2 separate regions of the Mus musculus genome follow, and region 1 is linked to region 2. A link is a contact called in public HiChIP or PLAC-seq data. All regions are on one chromosome and are shown on one strand. Each heading gives the region's core, a stretch centred on a gene start, on an enhancer-like site or on the middle of the called end of the contact. The rest is flanking DNA. Distances are from core to core; before and after follow the strand shown.

Region 1 (6,718 bases), core at 2,275-4,774, 1.3 Mb after region 2:
TTTAATCCCAGCACTCGGGAGGCAGAGGCAGGTGGATTTCTGAGTTCGAGGCCAGCCTGGTCTACAAAGTGAGTTCCAGGATAGGCAGAACTATACAGAGAAACCCTGTCTTGGGGAAAAAAGGAAAGAACGGAAGGAAGGAAGAAAGGAAGAGAAAGAAAGAAAAAGAGAGGAAGAGAAAGAAAGAAAAGAAAGGAAAGTTAAGTCTTATTTCACACCTTTAATTCCAGTTCTCAGGAGGCAGAGGCAGGTAGATCAATGTGCGGTCAACCTGGCCTATTTAGAGAACTCCAGGCCAGCCAGGGATATATATTAAGAACTTGTCTCACAAATAAAGTCGAATAATTCACCATAAAATGAAAATAAAAGACACAGATTAGTAGAAGGTGGTATTTTTGTATTTAAAGACTTATTTATTTCATGTGTATGAGTACACTGTAGCTGTACAGATGGTTATTGGGAATTGAACTCAGGACCTCTGCTTGCTCCGGCTCAGCTCACTCCGCCCCAAAGATTTATTTGTTATTATATGTAAGTACACTGTAGCTGTCTTCAGACACACCAGAAGAAGGTATCAGATCTCATTATGGATGATTTGAACTCGGGACCTCCGGAAGAGTAGTTAAGTTAGTGCTCTTAACCACTGAGCCATCTCTCCAGCAAGAAGTTGATATTTCTAACACCAAATCGAATTTTTCTAGGATACTAAATAAAAAGGTTCTCACAAACCAGAGAAAAAGGACATCTGGTCTAGTTTTTAAAGATGCACTATGCCTTAACCGACGTGTAGCCATCCAGCCTGGGCCACCAGGCACTTTAGTTCAGGTGATCTTGAGGCCCCAATGGTAAAGGATCAACCTTATAGCAGACTAAACCCAAAGAAAAACAGGACTGGTCATTTGAAACACATATAAGTGTAGAATTTGTTTGGCAAAGAACAATATTAACTATTGTAAGCTGCCTGCAGCCACACTAACTGGGTTCTTGTGTGGGAGGCCGGAACTGTATGGAAGGAAATGACAAGAGAAATAATGGAGGCCAAGACATGTCTGTTCAAGGCCCCAAAGTTTACTAAGAGTCTGTGCTTATAAAGAGGGGAGGCCCATGCCCCGCCAATCCTTCCCTCCCCCTCCCCTCCCCCCCAGACAGGGTTTCTCTGTATAGCCCTGGCTGTCCTGGAACTCACTTTGTAGACCAGGCTGGCCTCGAATTCAGAAATCCATCTGCCTCTGCCTCCCAAGTGCTGGGATTAAAGGCATGTGACACCAATGCCCGGCCCGCCAATCCATTCTTGATGCCTGTTGCCAGTCTGTAGGTAATGTCTAGATGCTGTCTGCGGAATATCTCCAGGGCCTCTCAGCAGGTAGCAGTGTCTTGGAGAAGAGCAGTGACACGTGACAGAACAATAGAGCCATCTAAATCGGAGGCTCCACCCCAGGTGGTCTCTTACTCTTTGGCAGCAAGGTCAAAGCCAGCCTACTCAAGGCTAGGGGAAGCTACAACAATTAACAAGGATTCCTGTACCAAAACCAAAAATCTATAAATACAAAAAAAAAAAAAAAAAAAAAAAAAACCAAAAAAACAACAACAACAAAAAAACATGTCCAGCTTCACTGATTGGGTGAGATGCAAATTGAGGCCACAATGAGATACCATTTCACATTGGCCATATTGTTTGCTGATGAGGATGCAAAATAATAATAATAATAATAATAATAATAATAATAATAATAATAATAAACAACCTCTGGTGCTATAAAAAGCATTCAGAAAAACACTTTGTAATAAATCTGTACAACGCATTTTTGAACAATGCTCTTAGCATTTATAGATTTTGTTTTTCAAGACAGGGTCTCTCTGTGTAGCCGTGACTATCCTGGAACTAGATCTGTAGACCAGACTGGCCAAGAACTCACAGACTGCCTCTGCCTCCCGAGTGCTAGGACTAAAGGTTTTCCAAACCACTTTTAAGATAAAGCTTTTAAGGCGATGCACTCTCATGTCTTCGCAGGCGCATGTGTATGTATGGCAAAATGCCACGTCTAAAAATAAGCAGCGTATTGTATGTCAGCTAGATCTTAGTATATCTTAAAATATTAGCAAATCCAAAAAAGCATCTTAGAAATACAGATAAGTGAGTGGACTGAGGGGGAAATTACAAAGAAGTAGTAATTCATGGTCCGAAACAAGACTACTTGGGGACAGGAAAGAGAAACGGGACAGTGAAGAGGCACACAGATGCTCTTTCCCTTCTGAAGCCAGGCAGGGACACTTGCGTGTTACGGTCATTTTAGCTATGCATATGCTTTATACTACCTTGTGTACATAATGCTAAGTATCACAAGGAATGAGGGGCGGGGTGGGGGGAGGGCAGCAAGATTCTGGAGAACAGAAGGAACACACCTGCCCATGTTGTATTCTATTGTGTTGGAACATGGTCTCCGCACAACAAATCATCTGTGTCACTAGTGTGAAAATGGCAATGGCGAATTTATCATTTGTTCCAGGTGGAAGAATTACCAAGTGCAAACAGGAAATGGAGCGATCAAACAGAACTTTCTGTACACTACCGATAACGCTGTTTGTGCTTGTTGGTTATTTGCTGTCCTCCCACCAATGCAAACCGTGATGGGTTTGTTTGAGCCAGTATTTTAGTCTTTCGGTAAAAGCAAAAAGTAACTCAAGGATAGAGATCTTGCCTCCCATGCCCAAGGCCGTAGGTTCAATCCCCAGTGCTGGAAGGAAGTTTCTCTGTGTAGATGGCTTACAACTACATCTAGAGATATTTAAGCATGCACATGGCGCATATTCATAAATACACCCATACACAGTACCTATCAGCTAAAACAGCTCTACCATGCCCTAGAAAGAATGTTTCTCCGGAGCGTTGATGGGCTTGGTTTCTTTTTGTTTGTTTTGTTTTTTCCTTAGTTTTGTTTGGTTACTGCGTTTTCTCCTTATCCTTGCAGCACTGGGGATAGAATCTAAGGCCTTGGGCATGGTAGGCAAGCACCCTATCCTTTAGTTACTTTTTGCTTTTTACCAAAAAAAAAAAAAAAAAAAAAAGTACGGACTTATTTCTGCCACGGTTTACATTTTTCTGCCAAGACACCACCCACTGGAGAGGTCCTGGAACCTGCAGGCCGCTGCGGGCTAAGCAGACACTTCCGCCGCCCCAGGATCGCAGCACAGAGGAAAGGGCCCCAGCGCACTTGCCGCTGGGACCTCTGAGGCCGCGGAGTCTTTCGGCCGCTCCTGCCCGAGTCCTCGCTTGGGGACCGAGAGGCGCACACACAGGGGAATGCGAACAACCGTGCAAGTCAAAAGAAGGCCGCCAGGGGGTAGCGGCCTCCTTCCATCCACATCCCCATGCCCCGCCCCCTCAGAGGGCGCACTTCCGGCCGCAAGGGCGCTCGGGAACGCGAACCGCGAGCCTCCACCAACCAGCGGCTGTGCTGGATGGGCGCAGGTGCGCGCGCATCACGGCGCAGGTTCGAAACTCCGGCGCTGCGCGGTGGCTCCCCCACAACGTCTCGTCCGCCCTCGGGACAGCCGAGCTCTGCGCTGCCCTTCGCCCTCCGCCCGCCGCCCGCGCGACCCTCGTCCCTGGCCCATGGCCAAGCGGCGTGCGGCTGAGCCGCTCACGTTCCGCGTGCCTTGGAAGCGGCTCCTGCTCAGCGACTTCCCCGAGGAGCCGCCGCTCTGGGTCCCGCCGTCTGGGACGGCTCGGCCCCTCAAGCGCCAGGGGGACGCGGGGATCATGGCGGAGCCTGCGTCTGCGCCCCGCAAGCGACGCGGCGGCGGGGACGACAGACAGGAGCTGCAGGGCTGTAGCCGGGAGCCCGGAGAGCCACCTCCTGGCGAGCAGGAGGAACCCCGGGCCGCGGGCGGCGGCGACAGAGTAGAAAGCGCGGGCAGCCCGCAGGTAGCCGACGGGGTGCACAGCCAGGTAGGTCCGCTACTCACTAGCCCGGAGCTCGGTGCCAGGCCGCGGAAGTCGGGCCATCGAGTGGGCCAGACGGGCTGGACCCTAGAGGGTCAGCTCAGTGACCAACGGGAGAGAGGCGTTTAATTTGATGGGGAATGCTGTAGAACTTCTAGCATGCTTTCCAGTAGCATTCATCAGAGGACCTGTTAACTCCTAATGTTCAGTGCTGTGAGAATGGATTGTTGGACTCACTGTCCTCTCCGCTGCTTTGTTTTGGTAGCCGCTAGCCATGTGATCAGACAGAATACACTAGAAATATAACTTGACCAAACTTATGTGTTTTAAGTGTAAGAAGAGTAGGAGCGCCAAATATGTTTTAAGATAAAGGGTCGGGTTCTGAACTGTGTTACACACGAAGCAACTTGCCGCATATTGGGTGTACTGTTTGTTAATTTTATTTTTAGACACGTGACTAGAAAACTTAAAGTGAGTGTTTTGCTTTTTCAGACAGGGTTTATCTATGTGTAGCCCTGGCTGTCCTGGAACTCACTCTGTAGACCAGGCTGGCCTTGAACTCAGAAATCCGCCTGCCACTGCCTCCCAAGTGCTGGGATTAAAGGCGTGGGCCACCACTGCCCGGCCTTCGAGTGAGTTATAACCCATACTATATATGTATCGCACAGCATTGGCCCGACTTAGGGACTCAAGAGCCTTCTTTAAAGCAGTTCTTGCATAAGTTGGTGGAGCATGAGGTGAAGAAGCAAGGGTGATTCTTAGAGCTCGCCAAACTCAGCCACCTTGGCATGCGTCTGCTCAGTGTCCTTTTCTAGTTATTTTATAACAAAGTTGATAAGATAACGGAAATTTTCTCTTCGTGTAGCCCTGGCTGTCCTGGACCAGGCTGGCCTCGAACCCAGAGATCCACATTTCCTCTTGCCTTTCGAGTGCTGAGATTAAAGGCGTTCAGGGAGATTATCTTTCAATACTACACTCACTGTTTTTAGGTGAAAGTTACTGGTTTCTTAAGCAGAAGTATTGGATGTAACTGCAGGCACCCTAGCTTTATGTGCACAGGTGATGAGAGAGACTGACTGGCCAAGGGGAGCGAGCGTTCAGTAAGCAGACACCACACCATCCAGTCCTTGCTTAGACACAGTTGGCTAGACCTGTTGGTCTTCCCTTGTTAGTAGCAGCCAGCAGAAGACCGTGAGGCCCAGGAGTGTTCTGTCAGCTCTGCTCCTTGAGTTCCTTATCTTCTGAAGAACCTTGAGAAGATAGGAATTCTCCATCTTTTCTAGCTTCCAAAGACAAAGGTTTGTTTTAAGAGCTAATCATCCAGGAGAAAAGGATGTAACAAAAAGCAAACTGGTGTCAGTGTCTGCCTGATTTCTGCTTGCTCAGATGAGGGCATAAATCCTTGCCCTAACGCTATGGATAGTCTTGTGTAGGAAATGGTGCCACAGGTGTCTTCTTTCCAAGCACAGTACTTGCCTGCTTTGTGTTGTCAGACTTAAGGATGTCACCTTTATTGTTTCATACGAACACTCACATGTGTGTGTATGCACAACTTACATGTGTATATAGAGAGGGGATACCTTAATGTATACATATACTTTTAAGTAGACAGAGCCAAGAGTGCATATGTGTTATATATAAGCTGCATTTTTAATAACAGTATAACTTTATGCAGATCAGTTGCTTAGCTAATATTGCATGGTATGGTTAAATAGCAGCAGAAATGTTTTCCTAGAGAAATAGTTAATGACACATTATTAAGGATGTGTGATACCTAGCAATAGTGTGCATTTACTCTGCTCATGTTTAATTCTCACAGTGATCCTAATTTATGCTTGTAATGAGGTAGGGTCAGCGATTTTTGTCAGTTATTCAGGCTTGACCTGTTTCTCTCCAGTTTTTACCGTCTGTGTGTGTGTCTGTGTCTGTATGTACTGAGCCATCTCGCCACCCTATGTCTTTTGCCTTTATTGTATCTTTATCTCAATATTAAATTCCCAAAAGACTGATTCTTTCTGCCTTTCAAGGCTGACTGCAGGGCTGCTGCAGGTGGCAGGATGCTTTCCCTGGACTCCACGTTGCCATGTGGCCCCTGAGCATTGACAGGTAGCCACTTGTGGATAGCGCCAGAAGTGTAAGATACACTCTCCATTCTGAAAAGAGTGCATCATACTGTTAAGTTTTGAAGTTGAAACAATGTTTTGGCTATATTGGGACAAGTAAGATTGAAGTTAACCTCACTTGGCTTTCATTGTTACAACAGTATGTACCTTGATTGTGGTTTCCAGTGAACTGTGTGAAGGTGTTATGGTAGCAAGTATAACCTTAACCCAGTGTAGGAAGGCTTTGATCCACCCAGGGGGCTCAGATTGAGACTAGCACCCGTCAGCCTGGTGAGGCTCCGGGGCAGTTCTCTTTGCATGGAGTATTTTGAGGATGTTGTGCCAGTTTTAATATCACTACTTAAAGTAATTTTGTAATCATTTAAGGTAAACTGCTTAATGCTTGGTAGACCTGTTTATATCAGTCATACCAATTGTCAATTCATTGTTTTTCACTTTATCATGTTTATAAGCCGGCCAGTGGTGGCACAAGCTTTTAATCCCACCCTGGTCTACAGAGTGAGTTCCAGGACAGCCAGGGCTACACAGAGAAACCCTGTCTTGAAAAACCAAAATGAAAAAAGAGAGAGAGAAAGAAAGAAAGAAAACTTTACTGAAGGTCATGAAATATTTTAACCTCTATGTTAATCTCAATCCTAAACATCAGCGAAAA
Region 2 (7,425 bases), core at 2,379-4,878:
GTGAAAGATGCGTTCCAGTCGGAGGACATAGGTTACTGGGACACGTCCCAGGAGGATACGTTTTCTCAAACTTCTGTGTTTCCTGACTGCCACGTGGTGAGCTGTGATGCTCTACCACGTGCTTTCTGCCAGGAGACTGAGGCTCACCGTTGCCTAGAAATGACAGAGCTTAGGACCATGAACTTAAAAATCTCTGACACCGTGAGCCAAAATAAACCCTTCTTTAAATAGTTCTTGCCAGGTATCTGCCACAGAGGTGAAAACAAACACAATTTGTGAACCACGAAGTTCCACGTAGGTAGGTAGGTAGGTGCACAATGTAGGTAGGTGCACAGCAGACACTTGGTGAACTATTCATATGCCTTCCACTCTAGAGCCATCAGCTTTCTGAGGAGGATGTGCCATTTTCCTGCAGGCCGTCCCACCTGCCCTCACCTGTGGAACTCTGGCAGTCGCAGCAGTCCTGGGATCTGCGGGAGTGGGAGGCATTGCAGCAATGGAGGCAGCGGTTGTCGTCCATGTCCAGCAGCAGGCCAGCTGAGCACCCGGTGCAGTTCTTGCTGCCTGGACCCTTGCATTCCATGCAGCTCTCGTGGCATTTTTTACAGTTAAAGTTTTCTCCCTGTTAAGAACAGGAAAGAAGTGGTTTCTGAGTGCAGAGGTTTTAACTAGGTGCTGGAGTTCTCAAATGGCTGCTTTCTCTTGTTCCTCTGAGTAGGGAAGAAAGTGATTAGTGGTGGTGGTGAGGCGGTGTGAGTGTTCTAGTCCATTTTATTTGTGCTGGGTAAAAGACCAAACCAAAGTGTACAATTGGAGGAAACCTTAGTTGGACCCTGACCTCTGAGACACTCTAGGAATAATAATAGTAGGAGAATTCCAGGCTTCTGGAGGGCTTTGTTACAATGTAACAAACTCAAAGGTCAAGGACCAGTTGTGTCAAACTTTGCTACACACTTTTGCTTCTAGGCATTTTCACATAACTGCACTTTGCAAAGGCAGTATTCCAGTCAGTTACTAATTCCTTCTCAGATCCAGAGCACTTACCACCCAGGTCACTACTCCCACTTGGCAACCTCAGGAGCAGAGGAGAAAGGCAGTGGTCTCCTTCTTGGACTTTTCTAATGTGATGCAATTCCCAGTGCTTTGTGTTTGTCAACATCTAGATGGCACATTGGTTTCCTTTTTTTTTTTTTATTTTCTGTCTATGTGCAGTTTTTTCTTGTTGTTGTTGGTCTATCTATGTATCTATATCTAATAATCATCTATCTATTTATCTATGTATCTATGTATCTACCTATCTATCTATCTATCTATCTATCTATCTATCTATCTACCTACCTACCTATCTATCTATCTATCTATCTATTCTCTCTCTCTCTTTCTCTCTCTCTCTCATCTATCTACCTTGTTATGTAGCCTGGCTGGGCTGGCTTCAATGATTCTGCTCCTGTGCTCAGCCTCCTGAATGCAGGGATTTGATTTCTACTTTCCATCAAGTTGGTGTTGTGGTTTTCTTTGGCCCTTACTCTTTTATATTAGTTACCTGCTTCACTTCTATGGTTCCTGGATTCTTGTGCCCAGACTCAGAATATAATTGGAAATTATAACTAAGACAATTAAAACTCATTGGAGCTGGGCGCTGGTGGTGCACGCCTTTAATCCCAGCACTTGGGAGGCAGAGGCAGGCGGATTTCTGAGTTCGAGGTCAGCCTGGTCTACAAAGTGAGTGCCAGGACAGCCAGGGCTACACAGAGAAACCCTGTCTCGAATAAACAAACAAACAAACAAAACAAACAAACAAACAGAAAACCTTATTGGAAGAGGGTTCAAGGTCCATGGCAACAACTCTCTCCTTCCCTGCTGCTAGACATATAGGTTAGGGAAAGACATCCCATTTAAATAACAGCAGCAGCAACAACAACAACAACAACAACAACAACAACAACAACAACAATAATTGTTGTTATTGGTGGTGGTAGTGTTTGTATGTGTGTACAGATGTATATGTAGGCATGCATGCGGAGGTCAGAGGATAACTTTTAGGAGCTGTTCTTTCCTTCTGTCATGGGATCTGAGGATTACACTCAAGTTGCTCATGCAGCCAGCACTTTTACCTACTAAGCCATGTCAGTGGCCCAGAAGATACTGGCTTACCGTGCATCCAAACCTTCAGTGAAACGGATGACAAGGAGGAGGAGCACAAAGGTCGGATGCTCAGTGGCGGGGCACTTGCAGTGTGTGCTATTTTCCCTGAAAATAAATACGTGAAAAGGAAAGAAAAAGAGAAATGGGATTTGCTTTTCTTGAAGCAGTTGGGAGTATCTATGATGCTTTCAGATCTTCTTGTCACATCTTCTGGGTGTGGTGCTACCTATGTAACTTCTATCCATGTGATCGTCAATAAATTCTTAAACTTCTCGGAGCCCGATTCTCTGAACTTTAACTTTGATGTCAGAATTCAAACAGAGCTTGTGAGCAAATGTGTTGATTTATTTTATTTATTTTTATTTTAATGATTTTATTTTTATTTATTTCAACTATCGATGCATTTTCTTATGGTTTCAAGTTTAGGAACACAACCAAGAATGGATGCAGAAAATCAGTGGCTCCCAGGAAAGCTGCTTATCCTATACTTGCTGTAAGATGTGGAGGAATTGGAAGAGCAGGGCCAGCAAGCTTCCTCCTGTGTTCTGTTCAAACAGCCAGAAAGAGGAGAGTTTGTATTTCTGTTGTAATGGGGGACTGAGCTTCCTCTGTGGTCATAACGAATGGCTATAGGGCTCAAGTTATCTTAGATCCTTTCAGTTCTTGTGAATCTCATGGAAGCTGAAGGTTGGTAGCCTGAGTATCTTATGAATGAAAGAGATGGTTCAGTGTTAAACATAGGCTGTGCGGAGTGTAGCCATATGTAGGCCATTTTCACTTCCCAGAAAGACATGTGGGAAATGAGCTCTCCAAGGGTGGGAGTGGAAGAGCATACACCAAGCCCAGGTCTCAGTACCTTTCCCTCTCTGTATTCCCCTACGATACATTCTGGGATGCAGATTCCTTTCAGAAGGTGGTAGCTCCACACACAGGACAAGCAACTCCACGCCTCCTTTCCTGAAAGAGAGAGAGAGAGAGAAAAAAAATCACATTATGAGACAGATTTCAGATTCTAACCTCTGTTTTGCAGTCAAAAAACTTGGGAGTAAGGAAAATGTCAAGTAAATTGAAGCTGAAAGGGGACCGAGGCTATGACAAGTATCTACAGGACAAAGTAAAGACACACAGAATTCGCAGTCTCTTCCCAGGGACTCTCAGTCTGGACAGTGAGAATTTGAGGACGAGAGATGATGTGTCACAGCAAAAGATTTCTAGAAGACGAGAAGTCATGTGGAATGCTTCTGAAACCTGAGGGGCCAGCCAGGATGTAGCCTGTGGGAGCCTCCCTGCCCAGCATGTAAAAGGAAGGCCCAGGGTTCCAACTCCTGCTGGAAAAGGAATGTTCATGAAATCTTTTTCTTCTCCTACCATCAAACGTTTGTGGTTTCCTTGAGGATTCGAAATCCCCTTTGCTAGATAGTTTGCAATATGCATTATTATATACATAGCCTTCCCGCTGTGTAGCAGGCTGGCAGACCAGTGTGACTGGAACTAAGATTGCTTCCTTTCCAATTTGGCTCAAGTCCAGGCCCTAGGTAGTATTCAGTGGAGTGTGTCAGCCTTGGTGGAAACCAGTAACTTTATTTTCATGTCCTCCTTTGCTGTATTGCAAGCCCTGAACACATAGCTTTCACAAAGACTTAAGTTCCTGGGCATTTGTTTGTTTGTTTGTTTGTTTGTTTTTTCCAAGGCTAAGAGGCTCTATTACTGCTTCTAAGGGGCCTTGAGGCTGTAAAGACAGACCTTTTCACATTTCCTTAAAATTCAGAACAGCTCACCATCTGCTTTGCTTTTCACTGACCTAGCCTATTTTCATCCCCCTCCCCCAAACCAGCCCTGTGAATTCAATTCATGCAGGGCAGCCCTGGGAATTGACTGTGAGGAGCAATGGGCAGAGTCAGCCTGCCATCAAAGGTCTCCAGCTTAGGGTTGGAGAGATGGCTCAGCAGTTAAGAGCACTGACTGCTCTTCCGAAGGTCTTGAGTTCAAATCCCAGCAACCACATGGTTGACTCACAAACCATCCATAATGAGATCTGATGGCATCTTTTAGTGTGTCTAAAGACAACTGCAATGTACTAAGATATAATAATAACCCTAACCCTAAAAAAACAAAAAACAAAAAAGAAAGAGTTTGTTTGAGAAGTTCAGGGTTTATACTGTGTGGGGAAGATAAATAAGAAGGTGAGCTTGCTAAAGGAAGGACATAACTCACTCCAGAGGCAGCAGCTGCACATAATGGTATAGATTAGGTCCATGTGTGGTGCACCCACCTCCCTGACTCCCTGTGCTTCAGAATGCTATTTTTCTCTTCCCTCCCCAACCCTTTCCTCTTCTTTTCTCTCCTCCCCTTCCCCGCCCCTACTTCTGTTCCCTCTTCTCCCCTTTTTGTCCCCTCCCCTACTTTCCTCCCCTTTCCCTGCTGTTTCTGTTCTCTCTTCCCTTTTCCCACAGGATGTCAATGTGTCCACCCTCCCCCTCCCCCCACCTCCACCTCCACCCCTCCATCCCCCTGTGGCTGACTTCAACCTTCTAGCCTCCTCCTATCCCAGTCTTCTAAGTGCTGGAGTTACAAGTGTGTGCCCTGTGGCTGTCAAATAACTTTCTTCCTCTTTTTTATTTTTTAAAGACTTATTTTTTATTAATATGAGTACACTGTAGCTGTCTTCACACACACCAGAAGAGGGTATTAAATCCCATTACAGATGGTTGTGAGCCACCACGTGGTTGCTGGGAATTGAACTCAGGACCTCTGGAAGAGCAGTCAGTACTCTTAACTGTGGAGCCAACTCACCAGCTCCAATAGCTTTCTTCTTAACAGCTAAACTTACTGGGCAGTTGAAAGTGGATGAAAAACAGACATTCTGTTCATTCAAACTGCTAACTTTTTCTCGATTCGTTTTCCATGTCCTCCTTAGTGTGACAGTTAATGTTTCAGAAAAATTTAAACTTTTTTTTCTATTTAATTTATAGCCTAAGGTTGGGGGAAATCCTCAGCTTCTATAATCTGTGTGTTTCGAGACCAGAGTTAGCACAAGACACTCTAACTGGCAAAGGATATGTGTGCTATCCTAAAGTCAGCAGTGGAGGTGAATATGGAGGCTGGAAATGCGTAGCAGTGAGTTCTAGGCCCAAGTTCCACACAGGAAGACAAAGAAGAATCCAACCTGTGGGCTTTCTCCAGATCCACCCAGTGCTTCCAGTCACCCCTGAACCCTGTCTTGGGGATCCTGTGTTGATGAGCTTGTGAAAGGAATGCTCGAGCTGCCACCCTTAATTTGGAGGAAATTTCAAGTCTAGTAGAGAATTGTAGTGTTCTTACAACTGCCCTCTGTCATCATAAATGATACTTCCAATCCACATTAAAAGTGTTCAAATATGGTTTGTGCTTTGTTGTGATGTACCTGTGTTAAGACACAGCAACTTACCTAATGATAGTCCTCCCCTGGCTCACTGCACAACACTAACGGGTAGAAATAAGGTCTGCCAGGTTTAGCAAATGACAGTACAGTTATTTATTGACATCTTGTTTTTACCACATTTATTGTGGATATGACTAGGGGTTTTTCAATTCTTGCTCCTTCGACTTCCCTGCTATGATGATGAACCTAACTTGGAACTGTGAGCTAAAATAAACTATTCCTCCCCTAAATTGTTTTATTTTTTTTTTGCAGGGGTATTTTTTTTTTAATTATTTTATCATAGCAGTGGTTTTGGTTTCTGGAAAAAAAGAAAAAAAACAAGAACGAAAATTACACCAAGTAAACTACCCTGATTTCCTGGAATCTGGATATCCAAGATGGCTGGATAAGTCTTTGTTGAGTAAATAAATAGATGAATGGATACTCAGAATTGTAAGGCAACACTGGCTGGAAGGTTGGGGAAAGGCTTTTGAAAAAACATGCTGAGTGCAATAGAGCAGAAAGCGGCCTTGGCAGAACGGACTGGAGGAGTCAGTGCTCTGAGAGGCAGGAGGCAAGGTTGGTCACTGTGCTTGGGTTGGAAGCCGGAGTTAGAGGTAGCAAGGGATTGGGGTGAATGTGAGGGATGCCTGTGGGGGAAGAGACTCAGATGCAGAAATCCAACAGACTAAAGCGCAGGAATGCTTCTAAACAGAAGAGTGTCCTATTAATCTGCCTTGTGAGATCCATCTGACAGCATGGGGCGCTGGATGGCCACCAGGTGGCTCCTAGTGGGGACAGGATAATCACTTAGCTAACTGGTACGAACTGGTGATTCAAGCAACAAACTGTGAGAGTAGAAACCAAGTTATAGTGACACTAATGACTAAGAGAGGGGAGGTATTTAAGATGTCACGTGACTTAGAGACAAACTGAGGAGACCTAGAGATCAAGAAGAGAAAAGGATCCTGTCAGGTTACTGTGTCAGGCAGGAGGGAGCCTAATAAAGCCATTCGTCAAGGCAAGAAACAGGAAAAAGTGGTCTGAGAACACAGTGAGAGGTTTGGGGTGTCTGTTGAAAATCTAACGAAATATTCAGCTAGGAATTTGATGTGTGGAGGAATGGAGTCATTAAAACCATTATTTAGAAGTAGACCCATATGCATGGAGACAACGATGATAATGGCTGGGTGTGGTGGTGGTCATTTGTAATTTCAGCATTAGGGAGGCTAAGGTAGGAGGATTTGTGAGGTCAAGACCAGCCTGGTCTACATAGCACACACACACACACACACACACACACACACACACCACAGGATGGGTGGGGGTGAGAAACAAAAATACAAACATTCACACACAAAAACCGCAAACTCGATCAGATTGGCCTTTGTTTGGCCCAGGTGTTAGGCATCCTGGCCTCTAAGACTTCTAAATAACTCAAGACTTTTGAATTAGCAAAGTGAGGTTGGGCAACCATTTAGTACACAATGTTCTAAGAAAATGTTTATCCCTTAATAACACACATACATCCAAAAATTAAACATGGAACTGGAAAGATGGCTCAGTACTTAAGAACAGTGGCCGCTCTTCTAGAGGAGGGGGATTTGACTCTCCGCACCCACTTCATTGCTCCCAACCATTTGTGACTCCAGTTCCTGGGTATCTTCTGCCCTCTCTAGCCTCTGTGGGCACTGAATGCACTTTGTGTACTGGCATGCATACACGCAGGCAAAACACCCATACAAATAAAATAAAAATGCATTGCTGAGCATGGTAGTACACACTTTTAATCCAATCAAGCACTCAGGAGGCAGAGGCAGGCATATCTCCTGTGTGGGTTCAAGGCCGGTTTGGCATATATGGTGAGTGAGTGAATTCCA

Evidence for each region. HiChIP or PLAC-seq counts read pairs in DNA pulled down with a chosen protein or histone mark.
Region 1: an H3K27ac HiChIP or PLAC-seq map of embryonic stem cells shows a contact between it and region 2, with 5 times the contacts expected there. The contact joins the promoter of D030056L22Rik here to the enhancer-like site in region 2. A contact is called at or near these places in 6 of 39 promoter capture datasets (cranial neural crest, frontonasal cranial neural crest, hippocampal neurons and 3 more), 1 of 484 Hi-C or Micro-C datasets (the G1E-ER4 cell line), 3 of 115 datasets of contacts at active chromatin or transcription factors (embryonic forebrain and embryonic stem cells) and 1 of 9 other capture datasets (embryonic stem cells).

The regions. Positions count from the first base shown.
Region 1 is chr19:18,709,711-18,716,428 of GRCm38.p6, forward strand. It overlaps D030056L22Rik (RIKEN cDNA D030056L22 gene), which reads left to right and starts at 3,525. Exons shown (of 2, transcript NM_001374130.1): 1 at 3,525-3,949. The coding sequence starts at 3,614.
Region 2 is chr19:17,436,018-17,443,442 of GRCm38.p6, forward strand. It overlaps Pcsk5 (proprotein convertase subtilisin/kexin type 5), which reads right to left. Exons shown (of 38, transcript NM_001190483.2): 36 at 3,002-3,102; 37 at 436-622. Among named protein-coding and RNA genes, the nearest start is that of Rfk, 46 kb to the left of the region's middle. Within about 2 kb of position 3,629, at least 5 of the 459 cell types and tissues checked have an H3K27ac peak or open chromatin away from gene starts, as enhancers often do.